Linked DNA regions of Sus scrofa: all the other regions are linked to region 4. Evidence: chromatin contacts called from public HiChIP or PLAC-seq data. All regions are on one chromosome and are shown on one strand. Each heading gives the region's core, a stretch centred on a gene start, on an enhancer-like site or on the middle of the called end of the contact. The rest is flanking DNA. Distances are from core to core; before and after follow the strand shown. Region 1 holds the start of A4GALT (lactosylceramide 4-alpha-galactosyltransferase). Region 2 holds the start of POLDIP3 (polymerase delta-interacting protein 3). Region 3 has its middle 28 kb from the start of A4GALT. Region 4 holds the start of TTLL1 (probable tubulin polyglutamylase TTLL1).

The links. HiChIP or PLAC-seq counts read pairs in DNA pulled down with a chosen protein or histone mark.
Region 1: a contact with region 4 is called in an H3K27ac HiChIP or PLAC-seq map of alveolar macrophages. The contact joins the promoter of A4GALT here to the promoter of TTLL1 in region 4. A contact is called at or near these places in 1 of 47 Hi-C or Micro-C datasets (epiblast stem cells) and 1 of 2 datasets of contacts at active chromatin or transcription factors (alveolar macrophages).
Region 2: a contact with region 4 is called in an H3K27ac HiChIP or PLAC-seq map of alveolar macrophages. The contact joins the promoter of POLDIP3 here to the promoter of TTLL1 in region 4. A contact is called at or near these places in 1 of 5 promoter capture datasets (fetal liver) and 1 of 2 datasets of contacts at active chromatin or transcription factors (alveolar macrophages).
Region 3: an H3K27ac HiChIP or PLAC-seq map of alveolar macrophages shows a contact between it and region 4. The contact joins the enhancer-like site here to the promoter of TTLL1 in region 4. A contact is called at or near these places in 9 of 47 Hi-C or Micro-C datasets (alveolar macrophages, embryonic fibroblasts, fetal skeletal muscle and 6 more) and 1 of 2 datasets of contacts at active chromatin or transcription factors (alveolar macrophages).

What each region holds. Positions count from the first base shown.
Region 1 is chr5:6,082,384-6,085,083 of Sscrofa11.1, forward strand. It overlaps A4GALT (lactosylceramide 4-alpha-galactosyltransferase), which reads left to right and starts at 1,410. Exons shown (of 3, transcript XM_005663760.3): 1 at 1,410-1,532.
Region 2 is chr5:6,173,090-6,175,789 of Sscrofa11.1, forward strand. It overlaps POLDIP3 (polymerase delta-interacting protein 3), which reads left to right and starts at 1,354. Exons shown (of 9, transcript XM_021091426.1): 1 at 1,354-1,528. The coding sequence starts at 1,470.
Region 3 is chr5:6,110,608-6,113,307 of Sscrofa11.1, forward strand. No RefSeq gene overlaps it. Among named protein-coding and RNA genes, the nearest start is that of A4GALT, 28 kb to the left of the region's middle. Within about 2 kb of position 1,349, at least 29 of the 83 cell types and tissues checked have an H3K27ac peak or open chromatin away from gene starts, as enhancers often do. A contact at or near this core is called in alveolar macrophages, mesenteric adipose tissue, retroperitoneal adipose tissue and 1 more, where this site is marked.
Region 4 is chr5:5,792,391-5,795,090 of Sscrofa11.1, forward strand. TTLL1 (probable tubulin polyglutamylase TTLL1) reads left to right here and starts at 1,370. Exons shown (of 13, transcript XM_003481524.3): 1 at 1,370-1,531.

The DNA of each region.
Region 1 (2,700 bases), core at 160-2,659, 290 kb after region 4:
AGAGGGCCCGAGGGACCCAGAGGCTCCGGGGCTGTCATGTTCCCCTATGTGTGTCTCAGAGCTTGGCCTGCCTGCCTCTGTTCTGGGAGGCGCCCTTCCTTCACCGGGTGGCGAGGCACCTTAAAGCTCTGGTCTACACACTCCCTACTCCTGGTGCAGAAGAGAACATGCCCAGAGCCCACGCCAAAGAAAAAGGATGCTTTTCTCTCTCCCAGACTTCAAACGGTGTCCCAGGGTGGCCAGGCTCCCCAGGCAGAACTTTGCAGATAAGTAAACTGAGGCAGAGCAGGGCTGGCCTGTGGGCTCTTCCAACCGCATCACCCCCTCCCTGCAACAGCGGGGGTGGGCTTTTCTTCTGAGTTCAATGGGGAGCCACTGAGGGGGGGAGGGCAAAATGACAGATTAGGGGGAAGAGTGGAGACAAGGGCAAGAACCTGATTAGATGGGTTTTCAAGGAAAATGGGAGGCGAGAGACTGTGACAGCTTGGAGAAATGACACTTGGTGGACTTTTGCCGTGAAGGGAATGGGAGGAAATGAGGCAACAGTAGCTGGAGGGGGCAAAGGGGTCCTAAGAGGTTTTTTGATTTCCTCTCTCTCTCTCTCTCTCTGCTTTTAGTTTTAAGATAATAGGAGAAGTAAGAGCATGTGAATTGATGGGATTGATTGGGGAGAGGGGAGAGAGGGCAGAACCACCAGATCAGTGTCTTGGCTTAAAGGGTAAGATCTTGTGGACAAGGGGAGGGGGTTTTCGGGCCAGGAGGGGCAGATCAGCCTGGTCCCCAGAGCAACAGGGAAGTTGGGCGCCATCCCAGGAGGTGGTCGGATGGGGGGGGGAGCTGGTGGAATTTTTATGCTGGTTCATTCATTCAAAGGCTAATAATCTGGGACGTTCTAAGTGGCAGGCTGTTGTCGGGGCTGCGATGGAGTGTGGGCTTTTTCTCAGGGGCCCGAGCACTGGTCATCAGCCCATCAGCCGCGAAAGAGGATGTGAGAGGAGGAAGTGAGCTCAGCACAGCCAGTTTGCAATGGACCAGGCAGAGAGCGAGGGAGGAAAGGACAGAGCAGCGAGGGCTGTGCGGTTGAACACGGGGTGATGCTGCCGAGACGTTCAGCACGGGTCACACGGTGAGGAGCGCAGGAGGGACAGTGGCACCAGTCAGGCCAGAGTTCATACTGCCCCCTCTCCGTTGCATGACGCTGAAGTTACTCAACCGCGCTGAGCCTCGTTTTTCTCATCTGTTAAATGGGGGAAATGGGATAAAAACCCCACAGAGTAAACGGCAGGGGTGCACGGAAAGCGCACCCTACCTGTCGGCCCGCAGGCAGGTGATGGTGCAGCCGGGAGCCTGGCGGACGCGCGGGCTTGGGGAGCGGGGACCCCCCTCAGGGGCGGGGCGGCGCTGACCACGCCCCGGGCCAGGGGGCGGGGCTCCCGCCCGCTGGACTCCCGGCGCTGCCCTTCCAGCCGCCTCGCCGCCCGGCCCGTCAGAGGGCCCGCGTGGTCCGCCTCCCGGAGCCGCGGGAAGCAGAGGTACGAGGGGCCGCGCGCAGGGTCCAGCTGGACGGGCTCTGGAACACGGACCTGGGGGCGCCCCGGGCCCCGGAGGGGAGGAGCGCTGCGAGAAGGAAGGGGAAGGGGAAGGAGCAGAGGCTGCGGAGGGGCGGGAGGGCTGGGCCCCCGCCTGCCCGGGCCACCTGTTTTGGAGGGACGCTGGTGTGCGCACCGACTGGGCGCGCTGGTCCCCCGGCCGCCGCCTCCACCCCGACTGCGCCCGAAGTTGAGCGCGGCGGCTGGACCCGGAGCCCGGCCGGCGCGGGGAGGGCGCGCCCCGCCCGGGAGCCCTCGGGGCAGCCCCTGCAGGGCCGGGCGCCGTGGTGGGAGAGAGGGGCCCTTGCGGGTGGGAAGCCGGGTCCGCGTCGCTCTGTCTGGGGGGCGCGGAATCGCCTCGGGAGGCCTCGCTGCCGGCTGTGCTCGCCCCGGGCCCTGGTGCGGGTGCGGCTGGGGAGAGGAGTAGGGAGCGGCCGGCGGGATCGAGGCTGCCGGCCGGGAGGCGTCCCTCTGGGCCCTTAGGGATGCTGAGGCTGTGGACGGCCGAGAGGAAGGAAGGGCCCTCCACGTGGAGGGATGGCCTGGGTCAGAGCTCGGGAGTGGGAAGGTCGGGCCTGAGCGCTCCCTCTCGGAGGTCCGGTCCGCAGCCCCCCTCTTTCCGGACTGCTTTTCTCCCTCCCTCTTCTCCAGGTTGGGAAGGTTGGGTCCGACTGGGGGCTGCAGTGTGCTTGGGAGAAGTTCTGGCTGGGAGGTCCAGTCTGAGGGTCCACTCCCTTTCGTCCTAGGGGAGACCCTGGCCTCAGTTTCCTCATCTGACACCTGCGAGTGGAAGGTCCCACCTCCTTGCCGGACGCTGCCCACCCTTTACCTCTGAGAGGGTTCAAAGCCACTTCCCCTGCCCACCCCCCTCTCAGGAGGACACCCTTTCTGTCTCCCCCAGATATGGAGTGATTGCTCTGTGAAGGCCCCGGGGGTCTCTGGAAGGCCGCTAGGCCCTCCTTTATCAAACACCCAGGAGCATGGGATGTGCACTCACTCTGGCACCCCCTCCCCGGGCTGCCCAAGGACTCCCCCACTGTTACCTCCTCCCAGAGAAGGGGGAGCCACCCGGCCCAGGGTGACAAGGCAGGGCCCAGGCTGGCCGGACTAT
Region 2 (2,700 bases), core at 104-2,603, 380 kb after region 4:
TCCCCGCCTTCACGTGGCTGGATATGTTGTCCAGACAACCAAACACACCCCACAAAGCTCCGAAATGCCCCTGGCAAAGGGCCGCCCCACTGACAATCAGAGAATTAAATGATAGCAGCTAACCACCCTACGATTGCAGTAGTTTAAGAAAAAATTTTAACTGACTTCTCTATACTTCATTTATTTCGTGTGAAGGCGTGATAGGCCTTAACTTCTGCAGCGCCCTGGTCCCTCCTGGTTCCTCCCGCCAGGCACTGGGTCTTGGCCTCTGCACCTCTAGGAGGGAGCACTCAAGGGTCCTACTTTACTGCTGAGACAAGGAGGACCAGCCCGCGCCCGGTCACGGCTGCGCAGGGGGACCTGGATTCCCCTCCTCAGGCGGGGGCCCAATCCCAGACCCTCCGCCCTTACCAGCTCATTTCTCCACGGCCTTTCTGATGCCAGATTTTTCATCATGGTGGGATAGTCTGTCAAGAGCACGTTGGACTTAGTAAATAACAGCAGTAGTAACTCACTGGGCACGAAGTCCATGCTTGGCACCGTTCTAAAGGGGTTGCACGTATTTTTTTATTGACTCCACAAAGACATACTGAACACCTACCTCATGCCGGGGTCAGAAGTGGAGGCTGCGATTGCATCAAGGAAAAGGCAATTCCACGTGGCGAGCACCTCATTTAATCCTCGCAACCGCCTGTTACTTGCCCGACTTTCCAGATCAGGAAAAACGAGGCACAGAAAGGTGACGCGATTTGCTTCTGAAGACCGCAGAGCCTAAAAGTGTCTACAGTTTCCGCCCTACTTGCCATTTTTTTTTTTCAACCCCAACAAAGCAAAAAACGAATCAGTTCCGAGTTCAGGAAATCTAATAACACACAACTACTTAATCCTCCATGTTCGTCAAAGTTGGTCTGCTTTTCAAGTGTAAAGGGGGACGGGCAGATCGCAACTCCCAGGCATCCCGCAAAGTAGGCGGGTCACCTTAGGGGCGACCTTTACCCGCTCAAAAATTCGTCTCACATTAGCAGTGAGGACTCGGGCGTCACCCCGAATCGTTATTTTCCTTACTCATAAGTTTAAGGCATAAAAATGTAAACGTCCATACTTCCTAGGTAAGGAATCCCATTCTCATTAGCCATACGGTGAATATAAAAGTTGACCGTTAAACCGAGAACTTCATCCCGCTGACGTTTGTCTTACTCATTTAGTTTTTCATATCTCCTTGTATTTTATTTGGTCCTCGGAGAGGGTAGGAAACGACAGGGATACGACCCCCCGTATGCAAATCAGAAGCTGGCCTCGCAAAGGCTCACGGGGAGAGGCCCGCCTCTTCCGGCCCCTGCTCGGCCTAATCTGTCGCGAGAGTTCGTCAGCCGAACGCCGGAAGCCGCTAGTTGCTCCACAGCGGCCGAAGGGGCGGGCTCGGGGGCCGAGGGACCCTGAGGTGCTCGCGGCCTGCTCGGCGGTGCAAGATGGCGGACATCTCCCTGGACGAGCTCATCCGGAAGCGCGGGGCTGCTGCGAAGGGGCGGTGAGTAGCCTTTTCTCCTTTCGGGTTTCAGGGCCTGAGTCCTCGCGGGGTTCGCGCTGAAGAGGGAGCGGCCCGGGCGCGACGCGGAGGGCCGTCTGCGCCCGCCCCCTGCCGCAGCCCCGCTCCTCATTGGCCGCGCCGCCGCCGCCGCCGCCGCGGGCCCGGCCGCCAGGCCGCCCACTGGCTGGAGGTGCCGTCGCTCCCGCGGGCCAAGGGAGGCCGGAGGGGCCGCAGCCGCCGAGGGGCCGCGCTGCGGGGCTGGTGGGAGCGGCGCGGGGGGCGGAGGGACGGGCCGTCCCCCGCGGCCCGGGATTCCCGGGGTCGCCCCGGCGCAGCCCCTCCTCTGAGGAGACCGGCGCTGCTCCGCGATCCCAGCGCGGCCTTGAAGTTAGGACGACCGAAGTTTGGCGGGGCAGTGGCTTGCTCGGGCTCTGCCGGTCTCTACTGCCGAAGCCGAGCCCCAGCCCCAGAGCTGGTCCAGGTTTCCAAGTCCTGCGCCGGCTTCGCGTCTGTTTACACCGCCCCCCCCCTCCCGGGAGCGGTATTTCCGAGTCTGAGCGCTCTCGGGCCCACACGGTCTCATTAGCTCCTCTGGCCGTCCTGTCGGCCAGCCTTTCGTGCTTTCCCCGTTCTGCAGACAGGGCGCTGGAGGCTGGGAGAGGTGGAGTGACTGCCCCGAAGTCCCGGAGGGCTGAGACCGGGACTGAAGGCGCGTTCTGAGCTGGCCGAGGTGGCCTCAGGCTTGGGCAGAAAATCAAGGGAGATGGGGCTGGAGGGTAGCTGTTTGCTGATGGTGCTCAGAAAAGGCGGTTCTGTATCTGGGTGGCGAGCCCCGGAGACGACGTGCAGCTCTGAGACCGCCCTCCTCTAGACCCTCGAGTACGGTTCGTCGTTTCCAGCCTGTAAGAACTCCAGTTCACCCGTATGGAAAAGTGGGAGCTTTGGCCCAGAGTTTTCCAGCACACGGAAAATTAGCTCGGATGTCCTTGTAAACGGCCAGGCTGTTCCATACTGTTTTCTCAGACAGTCATTCACTCAGTAGATGTTTATGAAAAGTGCCTGTGACCAGAAAATAGAGTCTCTGCCTTACTATCCCCCGACCCTCAACACATACATCCATCCACTACGTTTGCCCCCCAGCCCCACACAGTTCACCAGCCAGCATTTCATCT
Region 3 (2,700 bases), core at 99-2,598, 320 kb after region 4:
ACAAAAATCCGGGAGTTCCCGCCGTGGCGCAGTGGTTAACGAATCCGACTAGGAACCATGAGGTTGAGGGTTCGGTCCCTGCCCTTGCTCAGTGGGTTAACGATCCGGCGTTGCTGTGAGCTGTGGTGTAGGTTGCAGACGCGGCTTGGATTCTGCGTTGCTGTGGCTCTGGCGTAGGCCGGTGGCTACAGTTCCGATTAGACCCCTAGCCTGGGAACCTTCACATGCCGCGGAAGCGGCCCAAAGAAATAGCAAAAAGACAAAAAAAATAAAAAAATAACAAAGACAAAAATCCCAAACACGAAGTTCCTCAAATCTCAGGGAAACGGAATCACCTCCTCATTTGCCTTTAGCAACCCACTGTTTTAATTGCAACGTGGAACTTTCTTATGACAAAAACTTTCTTGGTCATGAAAGCCCACAAGTGACTCCAGTCAATAACTGTCCACCATGGAGTTCCTGTCATGGCGCAGTGGTTAACGAATCCGACTAGGAACCATGAGGTTGCGGGTTCAGTCCCTGCCCTTGCTCAGTGGGTTAACGATCCGGCGTTGCCGTGAGCTGTGGTATAGGTCGCAGACGTGGCTCGGATCCTGCGTTGCTGTGGCTCTGGTGTAGGCCGGCGGCTACAGCTCCGATTGGACCCCTAGCCTGGGAACCTCCATATGCCGCGGGAGCGGCCCAAAGAAATAGCAAAAAAGATAAAAAAATTTAAAAAATAAAAAAATAACTGTTCACCTGAGTGGGGGAGGGGGAGAAAATGATGATGATGATGACGAGGCAGCGGCAGGGACAAGGAACCCTTTCCAGCCGTTACTCTCAGCCAAGCAGGCTCATAAGCGCTTTATACACGCTTAACGCATTTAAGCTTCACACTCACCCTTTGAGGAAGGGTGTATGTGACCCATTTTGCAAGATGGCTAGGTCAGGACAGAACATTTGTGGTCAATGTCATTTTTTTTTTTTTCCCCACTGTACAGCAAGGGGATCAAGTTATCCTTACATGTATATGTTACAATTACATTTTTCCCCCACCCTTTGTTCTGTTGCATCAATGTCATTTTGACACTGGTCTTTAATCAACTTCTGCTTCTCCCATATTTCGCCAGTCTGACCAGCCATGCCAAACGAGTCCCCCTGGACAGAAGCAGCCTATCACAGAGAGGCCAGCGTGGGGACTGTGCCCCTGAAACCAGCCACCTGACTTCCTTGCCTTCAGAACTCTGAGCCCCGCCAATGCTGCTCCATCACCCTCTCCTCCATTTCCGCCTCTGCTCGAGCTTTGCGGTGGCTGGGGCTCCCAGCCCCAACCCCGGGCCACCCCACATCCCCTCTCGCTTCTGCTTTTGTCACCCCTAGTCATGGCCTTTTCACTCTGTCCCCTGTCCCAGGAAAGTCCCTACATGCTCGACAACCTCAGAGAAGCTAAATAAATGGAATATTTCTTCACCAGGAAATGCCATATCCTAGCCATGCTGGGAAATCAAGTGTTAGGTTTTTTTTTTTTTTTAATCAGAGTTTATAAAACCCCTGATGACTTTGTGATGTTTTGGCAGAGAGAAAAAAACCAAACCAAAACAAAACACAAAAGCAGCATTTCACAAAATGGATTTCTGGCCGTTGCAAAATATTCATAAACTGTCCCAACTTCCCAGAGAGACTAAAAGGAAAATTCAGCTGCAAACAGCTTCTTACTTTCCATCTGGGTTTTAAATGCAGTCCAACCCCCAGTTCCATTACAGAAGGTCAGAACTGAGGTTAAGGGAAAATAGTTCACGCAAAGAAAAGGAAGAGAGCAGCCTCCAGTCTCGAGCCTCGAAACAGCTGGAAGCCCTCAGCTCCGCCCAACCCTCTCCTATCACAAAACCACAGAATTTCAGGACAGGGAAGAACCACAGACCTGCTGGCCCAGCTATTACATCTCTGGACAAGTCCTTTCCCTTCCTGTTGGATCCTCTGTAAATTACCATACAATTTGAGATGAAGAAACAAACACTGAAATTAACAAAGGCTTAAAGAAGGTAGAATTTTATTTCTCTCTTAGGTAAGAGGCCAGAGGTGGACAGTCAGGGCTTAAGGATTTGGCTACTTCCCCACATCATTCAAACACCCCAGGCTTCTGCTACCCTATTGGTCCCTCCACACTCAACTTCTGTCTCATGGTCCAAAGCGGTTGCTCCAGCTCCTGCCATTGCACCCCTAGTCAGCCAGCAGACCCAACCCAGAGATCACTCCCATCGCTTCTGCTCTTAACCCACTGACTAGACCTTACTCCCCTTAATTGCAAGGGGAACTAGGGACGAAGCACAGGTAGGTGGGAAGACAGGTGCCCAGCTAAAACATCTATTGCTACATAAGACAGAGAGATGGGTAATGGGGAGGAACTGCCATGTCTGACCCCTCGGGCTCTTGTGGGAAAATGCAAGTCATTCTATGGCACACACTTCCAGAATGCCTTGTACTGAAGTATGAAGAATGTCGCATTTTGTTTTATTTGGAACTTGCCAGTGTTTTGGGCACAGTTCCACTGTGTTGTTAATGCCAAAATGACATCTCAAGAAAAAACGTAATGGCTTTTGGATTTTGCTGCTGGTTCAGACGGTGGGCTCTGGACCCAGACGGCTCGGGTTTGATTCTGGGCCCTCTTCCTGCATGGCTTGTGGCGGGTTACCTACCTGCTTGTGACTCAGTTTCCTCATC
Region 4 (2,700 bases), core at 120-2,619:
CTGCAACTTATGGTTCTTAGTCGGATTCGTTAACCAATGAGCCATGATGGGAACTCCTAATTATTCCTGTTTATCCATGAAGAAACTGTCATTGAGAGGCTGGGAAAAAACCCCAAAACAACCCTGACAGGGAGTTCCCGTGTGACTCAGCAGAAACTAATTGGTCTAGTATCCATGAGGATGCAGGTTTATCCCTGGCCTCAATCAGTGGGTTAAGGATCCGGCGTTGCTGTGAACTGTGGTGTAGTCACAGATGTGGCTTGGATTTGGCACTGCTGTGGCTGTCACGTAGGCCAGCAGCTGCAGCTCTGATTTAACCCCCTAGCCTGGGAAGGTCCATATGCTGCAGGGTGTGGCCCTAAAAAGACAAAAAAAAAAAAAAAGGCTGGAGGAGTTCCCTGGTGGTCTAGTGGTTAGGAGTTGGTTGGCACTTACACTGCTGTGGCCTGGGTTCAATCTCTGGTGTGGGGACTGAAATCCCACATGAAGTTGCTGCGTGCTGCAGCCAAAATAAAAAAATAAATAAAAATTTTAAAACAAGAGGCTGCGATTTTCCTATGCTCAACAGCTAGACTGTAACTGAGCAGGGAGGTAAATTCTGTTTCTCTCCTTTCACACTGCCTCCCAGTGCACCTTCATGACTGACAGATGTCTGGGGTACATGCCCTTCTGTTGTGTATTAATTCAACAGGAATTTAGCAACTAATATATCCTCTACCAAAGTGCCTTTCAAAAAATACTTTCATAATCTTCCCAACAACCCTTCAGCATAGGTGCTGTTATCTCCATTTATAGACAAGAAACTGAGGCTCAGAGAATGACATGACCAGCTAGTGGATTTTGGGGTGAGGATTCAAACCAGGTCTGGCTTCAGTTTTAAAATTCTCATGGGCCAGGCTGCCTCTTCCTAACAGAAAGAGTTAAAAAATCCTACTTTGAGGAACTGCACCTGTCCCGCACTCACACTTCACAAATGAGGTGACCTTTGAGTAGGCCATTTATTGATTACTACTTGCTGAGCGCAACCTGTTAGGTTATCCTTACAAAAATTCCTTCGAGGCAGGTGCTGCCAACCATCCCAGTTTAACAGATGTTGAAGCTGAGCAGAAGAGATGAGCGGACTGGACCCAGGGCCCAGCCATCACACCCCTCTACCTTGCACTATCAGGGTCGAGACTGCGCCCCGACCCCTCTCGACTTCATTTCTGGGCTCTGACGTTTGTGGAGACGCCGGGGTGGACCGCAGACTCCTCGCACGATCCCAGCCCCCGGCGCCTAGCGGGACGCCAGGCCAGGGGCTTAGAAACGAGTGGGGAAAATCTGACCCCGGAAGCAGTCTTGGCGCCGGTAAGGCCGCGTCTTTGGTTGCCGGGGCGCCGCCCCGGAAGTAGAGCGCGGAGGGTGGGTTCGCTTGATAGCGGGCCGAGTCCTCCCGCAGGAGCCGGAGTGGAGCTGGAGGCGGGGCCGGGGTGCGGCGCGGGGCCGCCGTGCTCCGCGCTCCTGGGCGCCCCTCCGGGCTGGACGCCCACAGGTAAGACACAGCCGCCGAGGCCATCGGCTCCCGGGACCCAGGGTGTGGCGGGGGGCGAGTGCGCATGCGCGAGCGATTGTGGCCGCTGGTCTACGGGGCCGCTGCGGTTGGGTTTGGATGCTGGACCCGCGTCCCTCCAGCAGCCTGCGCTGACTACTGTGCCTCTCTTCCTCCTCCGAGTTCCTGTGACTTGTTCCTCCTGATCCTTGTAATTGCATTCTTCTTCTTATTCGTTATCTCAGAATTTAATCGTTGCTGGTTTTTTTCATTCATTTGCAATCTGTATTGTTTCTGTTGGCATCTTGCAGAGCGCGGTGTACCTGTGGGTTGAGTTCTGGGCAGGAGACAGGCGACAAGTGTTCTCTGCCCTGCTTATCTCTCTCTGGAGAACTGGACCTAGGCATTTCTCCTCCCTGTTTCCCCATCATTAGCGGGGGGTGACGGTCGCGGTAGTCACCCTAGAGTGATTGGGGCAGTACAAGGAATTCATTCTTTTTTTTTTTTTTTTTTTTTTTTTTTTTTTTTTTTTTTTTGGCAGGAATTCATTCTTGAAATAAAAGTATCTTGTTGTTGTAAACCCTTTGTGGTTTGCAAAGCGGTCCTTTGTTCAGGAAACATTTAATGAGCATGTTTGGGTGCTGGGTTGTGGCAGTACAAAAAGATTGGCCCTGTCCTGTGCTCAGGGAATTACAGGCACTGGTTATTAGTTAAGGTGGAGCATGGCACTGTCACCCTGAGGGGGTGAGGAGATGGGCAGAAGCAGTACAGTTGTGACCAAATGCTCTGGGTGATGTAAAGTCGTCGTTTATACTGTTATTTAAAGATGGCTCCTTTTCCCTTTCAAAAAAGACTAGCTGGAAAAGAAGGCAGATGTCCTAGGATCTTTCCTAATTTTAATTTTTTTTTTAAATTTTTATTTTTGTCTTTTTATGATTTCTTGGGCCGCTCCTGCGGCATATGGAGGTTCCCAGGCTAGGGGTCAAATCGGAGCTGTAGCCACCAGCTTACACCAGAGCCAGAGCAACGCAGGATCCGAGCCGCGTCTGCAGCCTACACCACAGCTCACGGTAACGCCGGATCCTTAACCCACTGAGCAAGACCAGGGATCGAACCCACAACCTCATGGTTCCTAGTCGGATTCGTTAACCACTGAGCCACGACGGGAACTC